Linked DNA regions of Mus musculus: regions 1 and 2 are each linked to region 3. A link is a contact called in public HiChIP or PLAC-seq and Micro-C data. All regions are on one chromosome and are shown on one strand. The core of a region is the stretch at or near the end of the contact, and the rest is flanking DNA. Distances in the headings are between cores, read along the strand shown.

Region 1 (2,700 bases), core at 10-2,509, 97 kb before region 3:
AAGGGATAACCTCACGCTTCACGGAAAACAGTTATAAATCCTGCTATCCAGTGAGGCCCACACTGTGCAGAGCTTTAGAGTATAAAAATCAACCAAGAATAGCAGATATATAATGATTTGCTGAATCAAGTATGGGGAATGGCTATTTCTCATATTAAAAGAAAATTTTATGGGACGGTTGTCTGAGTGATAGGCAGAGTGCTTATCTAGCCTTCATGAAGTCTGAGGTCCAACCCCCACGACTCCATCTCTATTGTTTATCTTGTCCTGTTTACTTGGGTACCCTTTCAGGCCCAGTTAGCCACAGTGTCCCGGCATCATGCACACAGACTGTAAGTTCAGAGTGCACTTTTCCTTGGCATTGACTTTTCAGGTTGGCTAATGCTCCACAGCTGTTCTTCTCCACAGTCCTGTCAATCAAACAGACCGAGGTCCTACCTCACAATGGCAAAAATAACAGTAGTATCGTAAGCCTACATAGACTACACAGTCAAGCCTCAAGACTGTCCCCATAACCACAGGGAGGAAAACAAACAAACAAACAAACAAACAAACAAACAAAGAAATGAATGAGACTGCACTGCAGCATCCAGAAGGGGAAGGCTGACAGCCTGCTTTCTTCATATATTGTAAAGAAAACCCCATGCTATCTCAGATTATAAACACTACATGTTTTATACAGAAGGAAGAGGAGGAGGAAGAAGAAGAGGAGGAGGAGGAGGAGGAGGAGGAGGAGGAGGCGTCGGCTGCGGCGGCAGCGTCACTAGTTTCTCCCTTTGGAAAGTTTTGGGAAGTCCATGAAGACGATTTAATCTGAGCATAAGATTTGTTGAGATTTTCTGCATAGTCTCAAAAATGTTGTAATATTTTGGCCAATAACTACAATTTTGGCTATTCTTAGCACTGTAGAAACATTTGATTTTTTCCGTATTTAGAAAAAAAATTCATGATGTACTCATCTGTTTCCTGTGGCTGTAACAAACTTCCTGAGATTGTGAATTAATAAGAGAAAAATATTCTTTTTTTTTTTTTTTTAGTTTTGCGAGAAAAATATTCTTGCTCATAATTCTCAAGATTCAGTTAACCAATTGGTTCTAATACTCAGAGCCTTCTGGGCAGGACATAGTGGGGAGAACAGTGCTGCCCAAGCTCTACTCCCCTGGCTGCCAGGGTCCCATGGGGTCCTTTTGTGTGAGCATGTTCTCAATGACAATCACCGTTTGAGAGGCCCGCCCTGTCTCTCATTCTGGGGACCAAGTCTTTAACACGTGGGCCCCTGAGGGACATTCAGCATATACACTAGAGCATGTGGTTAACTTCAGTGACTAATATAGAGCAAATTCATTTTTCCATTTATGTTGCCATCACAGCTAATGTAGTCTTCGGGAGTGATAGACGACCCCTAAGCAAAGTGAGCTTATTAGGCAGGGGTTTATGTAACTGGCAACAAAGTTGGAAATATACTCACTATGGAAAAAGTAAAAAAAGAGAAAAGTATGTTTTTAGAAAACTGTCCAAAAGATTTTATTTCTGTTATTAAGTTGCGATGTGAGCCCACATGACCTGAGTCCTCTCAAGGCAAAGAGAGGGATCTTATTCAGAGTAAGGAAACAGATTGCACAGTGAGGTTTGGCCCGAGTGACAAAGCCATGTGCCTTGGACTTTTACAAGGGCCTGATCCACAAGTTACCACATTCCTGAGAGCAGAAGGCAGGGGGCTTGTGAACCACGGAAGCTGCTGTGCTTCGCGGGAAGGTAAGATACCCGCAGCCAGCAGCTCAAAGGTGTGCTTGCAACTCATCTTGTGCACACATGTACTCAACCAAAAGAGTACCAGAGCTCGTGTGTTTTTCCATTTCAGTTTACAGCTCACGGCTGCAACACAAGACAGCACAAGGCTTGATGTGATGCTGGGGAGAGTTTTGTCCATAGAAGTCATTCGGTAACTACCATCATTGACAATCAAATCTAATTAGCTTTTAAAAAACATGCCTGTTAGTTATTAAATTGATGACTTTTATACTGACTTAAAATAATGTTTCTATTATTACTAAATGGAAAATTCACTAATGCTTTATATAGTAAGCTATTTATTTTCATTTTAATAAACAGAAGGAAAATATTATTTTGAAATCTGACTGCCATAATGACTGTTTTAACAACTTATTTACAAACTAAAAATACGCTAGCATAGGAAACTGGGCCTACAATTAAACTCAATATTTTAGGAACAAAAAAGAAGAAAACCCGAAGTACCCAGATTCTCTTGAGAGAAAGCCAATTCTTAGGCCTTGGTTATGTGGAAAACCACCACAGGGTTAGCAATTCAAAGATGTAATTGTTTAAGAACATGAGAAGTATACATTTCCTGTCCCCACATTCAGTTCTAAGTGCCACTTGCAACTCAGTCCTAAGCACTTCCAGACGTGCTGCTTAACCTCGGGGACCAGTGACCTGCCATGCAGTCTCCGGAGGCACGACTTAACCCCTTCGCACCCTTCTCTCCACACTGAGAAAACAATGTCTGGGAGACATTGCATGTGAAGACTTTATTTTGCTCCTCACACGGCAAGATGCACAGACATCACTAGTGCCGACTCTCACAGCGACAGAAGGGGCCATGGAACCCAGCTGCTTTGCTGCACTAGGGACCGGGGCCTGCACTCTGAGGTGGGCTGATCAGTTACACTGCATCACCAG
Region 2 (2,700 bases), core at 15-2,514, 120 kb before region 3:
CGTCTGTGTGAGTGAATGCTATGTGTGTGCCGGAGCACATACAAGGAGGACAGAAGAGTCAAATCCACTGCCCCTGCAGTTACACGCAGTTGTGAGCCACCCAACATGGTGCTGGGAATCGAACCTGGGTCTTCTGGGAAGTAGCAAGTACTTTGAACTGCTGAGCCATCTCTGGCTCTTGCAGAGTCTCTGACACGGACTTGTGACTGGCAGCAATGCGTCAATACTGTTCCAGCAGCTGTGGTGGCACCTGTGCACTCTGGAGGCATGCGGCAGGTCTAAGGGAGCTTGGGTTGGACAGGACCTTTCAACAACAACAACAAAACCCCCAAAGTCCTTCAACAGATATGACTGGGACCACATGTAACGACTGGGTGCACACTTGGCTATGAGGCACATACACTACAGTTAGTTAGTTCTTACTGGTATGTAAAATTATATTATTGTTATTCAGTGAGAAGTTCTCTTTTGGAGGGATATACCTTCTCTTTGTGATTATGGAAAATACTGCAATGCAGAGGGAAAGGCAGAGAAGGAAGGCACGCACACCTGCAACCCCAGGACTTGGGCGGGGGGAATACAGGCAGTTGGATCTCTGTGAGTTCAAGGCCAGTGCGGTCTGCATAGCAAGCTCCAGGCTACCCAGGTTATCATATCCATATTCTTTTAATGTCTGGCATCATAATAAGAGTTTGTGAATGAAAATGCCTACTTGTAACAATTTCCAGACATTTATATATAAATGAAAAAAAAATTCCTTCTTTTAAAAAACATCTGCTAAAGACATGTGTGCTGTGCATGAAATTATTTCTCTATTATAATGAATTAATTGAAACTAAAGCCATCAGGGGCTGGAGAGATGACTCAGCAGCGGAATGCTTGCTGCTCTTCCAGTATCCACATGAGGTGACTCACATCCACCTCAGCTTTCGGCCTCTTGGGCACCCCCAACCCCAGGCCCAACACCCATGATATTCATACCCAAAATGAAAATAAAAAACAGAAGTAAGCATAAGGAAGACAGAGAGCTTAGGAAGCAGTGAGCTCAAAAGGCTGTGGGTGCCTTGTGTCCCCACTGTCTGGTAGTCACACGAGTCCTCTCTAGCCACTGTGCTTTCTAGACTACAAGAGAGCTTATTGCCAAGCTGTCTAGAGCCTAAGGTCACATTACTCATTACTATTCAAACAGTCTGATCCCTTCAGTCATCTCTCCTGAAGAGTAAACATCTCCTCCATCATTCTGGCTCCTCTTTCAGGCTCTTGCAATGCTGTCAGTGGCCCCACCCCCTAAGGCCAATCATCGAGCAACCAACTCTGGGAGTGGAGAGAGGCACAGTGTCATGTGACTAGACCAGAGTTCAATCAGTTGTGGCTTTCTCTCCTGTTGCAACCCTCGGGCCCCAATTAGACTTCCCTCCCTCCTCTCTTTGATAAGACAAAAGACAGAGATCAGGGTCACAAATGAAGAGCTGGCAGCCCCACACCCATCTCTTCAGGTATGGCAGCCGGGGGAAGTTGATTCCATCCAAGACTCCACTCTGGCACTTGAGTGTCCATCTCAACTTAACCACCATGCCTTCCTTAAGAAGGTACAGAAGTACAGAATGCCACCATGGAACTGTATCAGCATGAGAAGGCACATGAATCGCCAGACTAAAATACCCCAGACGACTAATAGTGCAAAGCACAATGTGCAGTGACAGCACTTGTCAGTCTCTGAAGCATCACTGGCATGTGAGCCGCTGTATCTGCTCCAACTGCCACGCCCTCCTGTGCTATTACCCGCAGTGTTCCCATCAGCCTGGCTATGGACACGAGTTTGAAAGGTTCCGCCCTCTTTGAAACTTTGGGGGACTTCTAATAGAAAAACGGTTATTAACAAGTAAATTCATTTTTTTTGTGGTCTCATACATGGTCTAGCTTTAGGAGACCTGCTTTTCAGAGGTATAAAATATTCCATTGATTGCTGTCCTAACGAAATGTAAATTCAGCCAAGTGTGATTTAGTGTGAAGCAGAAAGCATAAGAGGCAAGCACAGGGAGCCCACTCAGCAGCTGCTGCCTATGATCTGCCCTGGGGCCAATCAAGGCTCGGCTACTCAGACACTCTGCAGCTCTGTTCCTCTCAATACAGGGACCTACCAACGTTAACCACCCCTGCTGCCTACTAGGGTCTCAGTAATTAAAGCAAGCCTTTCATAAAGAAGAAGAAATCAGTTATTTCATGGATTACAATGCTTCTTTTTACCAGTACAAGTTTGCAAATGTTTTTTGGGAAGGTTGATTTACAACAGTACATGATACTTTTCCAAGATTCAAAGAGGCCATGAGCCATCTGCAAAGAATGTGACACTTCAAGTACCCAGGGGAACGACAACACTGTGAACCTGTGAACCTGCAGACAGAACCCTTGTCCGAGCCATCAGTCCAGCCTTCGGGAGGCTGCCCACAGAAGAAAAGGACAAAGTCCGTGCAGGGGCTGCTCAACCTCACTGACACCACACAGGAAAACGTAAGTCCCCGATGTCTGCTACCCTCTCTACACTTTTAAACTAAAGAAGAAAATGTTTTATTTGAGATTTAAATAGAGAGGAAGCAACTTGGCCACCCTCCAGTCTGAATGTGACCTTTAGTCCTCCAAACCTTTTTGCCCTCAGAGCTGCTTCCTGGTTTCTGTCTAATCAAAGGCACTGATTTGTTT
Region 3 (2,700 bases), core at 47-2,546:
TTTGTTCACCCTTCTGGCAACTTTAATAGGAGATCCTCAGAACCTCGGAGCTGGCGAGAAAAGTACCCAGAGGGAGAGACAGAACTGGGCCTCACCTTCGACCCAACTGTTCTCAAGCCTTTGCAGTCACCCGGAATAGAGGCGGGCCAGTATGAGAACTCACGTTACGTTTCAGGCAAACAAGTTGGGTGAATGTAAACAAAGAATGACAAAAGAAAGCCAGACCAGCACTGAAACCACCACAAGCCCTCCTCCAGCTCAACTCATGCTAAACATTCAAGAAAGCTATCAAAGCAACCCGAGATGCATTTCCTCGTGGAACTGGGGCCCGAAGGCCCCCCACGCGGGACCGCCCTGGCTCGCCCACCGCCTGCTGGTGGTACGTGGAGCTTGGCTGCGGCTACCGGGGACTTTTGAGCCGGGATCACTGGCTGCGGCGCCCGCTCCAGCGTCCTAACTCCAGCGGCTACTCGGGTAGCAGGAGGGGACTCACCGGTGTTTGGATCACATGGTGGGGGGGCACCGCAGCACCCCTAACTCTTCCATCAGTCACCTACCCACAGTCCCACTTAGGAGAAGTAGGAGGTGGTGGAGGAGGAAGCTGCTTGGCAGAAAGCAGTTCTCTGGGGAGCAGGGCGAGGATGCGGGACCGTCTCACCGCAGGGGTGCTGGGATGCGGGGAGCAAAGGGGAGCGGGTGAGGACTTCCTAAAGGGTGCTGGAGGCGGAGACGGGGGCGATCCGGGGTAGAGGGGCGTCGCCCATCCTCGGGGGGCGTCCGGGAAAGGATGGGGACCAGGGCGCCAGGAAGAGGGCGCCGTCTCCAAGCGCTGATGAAAAGGCGGAGAAGAATAGGCGCCCCGGGACTCAGTCGCGCGGAGCCCGGAGCCCCTCCAACCCCGCCAGGTGGCCCGGAGCCGCAGCCCCGGCCGGCCCTACCTGTGCTCTGCCGCCGGTGCCCGGTGACCACGGCCTCGCCGGTGACCGGGTGTAGCCAGGTGGTGCTCTTGGCCTCCTCGCTGCAGGGAAGAGAAGGGACAGGCGCTGAGCGGCGCGAGGGGCGACCCACGGGGGCCCCCGGCCCGCTCGCTCCCACCGCTCCCCCCAGCCGCCCGGCGGCGCCTCCCCCGCCCGCTCACTTGATGAAGAAGACGCGGCCGCCCCTAGTGATCCCGTACGTCCAGGAGCGCGGCAGCGAGCAGATCCACTCCAGGTTCAGGTCGGCCGCCATGTCTGCTCCCCGGCCGCCGCCGCCGCCGCCTTGTGCTGCCGCCGCCGCTGAGGAAGGAGGGCGCGAGCGAGCGAGCGAGCGAGCGAGCGAAAGGAGCGCAGGGCGCGCGGCCCGGCCCGAGCGCGCCCCCGCGGCCGCCCTACCCCCTCGGGCGGCGCCCTCCCCGCCGCCCCGGCTGAGTCCGGCCTGCGTCGCCGCCCCTCGGCATCCTCCGCGGCCGGCCGCCGGCCCGCGCTGCGCTCGCTCGCTCGCTCGCTCGGAGGCTGGGCGAAGCGGCGCCGCGCCCCCGCCAAAGCCCTCCCCCGTGCCCCGCCCGCGCCGCGCGAAGGTTCCGGGGTCGGGTCCCGCCGGCGCCCGCCCGGAGGGCTGGGCTCCGAACCTGTGAGGTTTTGAATCAGCTACTGCCTGCCTAGCCCGGGGCTTCTCTGGGAGACGCCGGGCGTTGAAATGGAAAACTGCTTTTGGGAAAGGCTTTTCTGGTGTGTGGCGTGCCAAATAAAGGAGGGTCCGCGAGTGAGCTCGGACCACTGAAATGGGACTGATTCAGACTTAAGGTCTTTTTGTTACTGGTGGTTTTTTTTTTTTCCTTTCTAAGCTTCTGAGCCATATAATAGTTTAGAAAATAAAAACTTGCCTTTTCCTTTCTTAAAAAAGATGCACTTGATTATCAACGTGAATTTCTAGGCTCCCAATCTCTCTCATTTATTACAAGGGCAACTTAACTTTACGGAGTCCTTGGGGTGGTGGACATTTAAATCCCTTCGAACTATGATTGTCTCCGTTTCACTGAGAGGGGCAAAGAAACGTAAAGGAACAAAGGTGATTGTGCCCAGGGTTATGGTGAAAAATGGCAAAGTCTGAATTCAAATCGCCTATAGATTTCCAAGAGTCTACTCGAATGAATACGTTGCTGTATAGTATTTTTAATGCCTTGGCACCCCCGGCCCCCTTGTCCTTTGAACAAAGGAAGGGTTCACTGCTAGTAAGACCTCCCTTGCACCAGTAAAGAGCGCTATGCTTGCTCCTTACTGCCCCTGGTCCTTCATCATCACTCTTGGAATTGTCTCCATGGCTTTGCAGCAAATGACTCATCCCAGAGGAAACACAGTTCAATAATAACAGTACAACTTGGCATTCTCGAAGCACCTTTTTTTTTTTTTTCCCTGACCAGTTTGGATGCTTCTGAGGCATTCTCTCATTCATCTTCCCAAGTAACTGAAATAAGTAAATGATGCTTTTCAACCTTTAAGGAAACCAAGGCACAGGGAGGGTGAATGCCCTTGGCCAAAGCTCCTGATGAGCGTGCATTTTCATTGGCTTTTCCTCCTATCTCCTGATTCCCCAAGGCCATACGTCTCTGGTGAAACGGAGACTGCAATTACTGCTATAATTTTCCTGTCCATCTGCATATACAGGAGGAAAAAAAAATACCATCGCTGTAATGTTTTCTCTTTTGGGTTCGTTTGTATT

The links. Hi-C and Micro-C count contacts between places; a contact is called where the count stands out from the background. HiChIP or PLAC-seq counts read pairs in DNA pulled down with a chosen protein or histone mark.
Region 1: a contact with region 3 is called in a Micro-C map of embryonic stem cells, with 1.9 times the contacts expected there. The contact joins the enhancer-like site here to the promoter of Plekha5 in region 3. A contact is called at or near these places in 1 of 39 promoter capture datasets (the C10 cell line), 5 of 484 Hi-C or Micro-C datasets (CD4 T cells, brain, embryonic stem cells and 2 more), 2 of 115 datasets of contacts at active chromatin or transcription factors (effector CD8 T cells and embryonic stem cells) and 3 of 9 other capture datasets (adipose tissue, liver and pancreatic islet).
Region 2: a contact with region 3 is called in an HNF4G HiChIP or PLAC-seq map of pancreatic cancer cells. The contact joins the enhancer-like site here to the promoter of Plekha5 in region 3. A contact is called at or near these places in 1 of 39 promoter capture datasets (the C10 cell line), 5 of 115 datasets of contacts at active chromatin or transcription factors (effector CD8 T cells, embryonic stem cells, intestinal villus epithelium and 1 more) and 3 of 9 other capture datasets (adipose tissue, liver and pancreatic islet).

Annotation. Positions count from the first base shown.
Region 1 is chr6:140,519,695-140,522,394 of GRCm38.p6, reverse strand. The region is part of intron 3 of Plekha5 (pleckstrin homology domain containing, family A member 5); the gene reads right to left. Among named protein-coding and RNA genes, the nearest start is that of Plekha5, 97 kb to the right of the region's middle. Within about 2 kb of position 1,259, at least 17 of the 459 cell types and tissues checked have an H3K27ac peak or open chromatin away from gene starts, as enhancers often do. A contact at or near this core is called in embryonic stem cells, where this site is marked.
Region 2 is chr6:140,546,790-140,549,489 of GRCm38.p6, reverse strand. The region is part of intron 11 of Plekha5 (pleckstrin homology domain containing, family A member 5); the gene reads right to left. Among named protein-coding and RNA genes, the nearest start is that of Aebp2, 75 kb to the left of the region's middle. Within about 2 kb of position 1,264, at least 128 of the 459 cell types and tissues checked have an H3K27ac peak or open chromatin away from gene starts, as enhancers often do. A contact at or near this core is called in effector CD8 T cells, intestinal villus epithelium, liver and 1 more, where this site is marked.
Region 3 is chr6:140,422,695-140,425,394 of GRCm38.p6, reverse strand. Plekha5 (pleckstrin homology domain containing, family A member 5) reads right to left here and starts at 1,296. Exons shown (of 31, transcript NM_144920.3): 1 at 1,139-1,296; 2 at 939-1,018. The coding sequence starts at 1,230.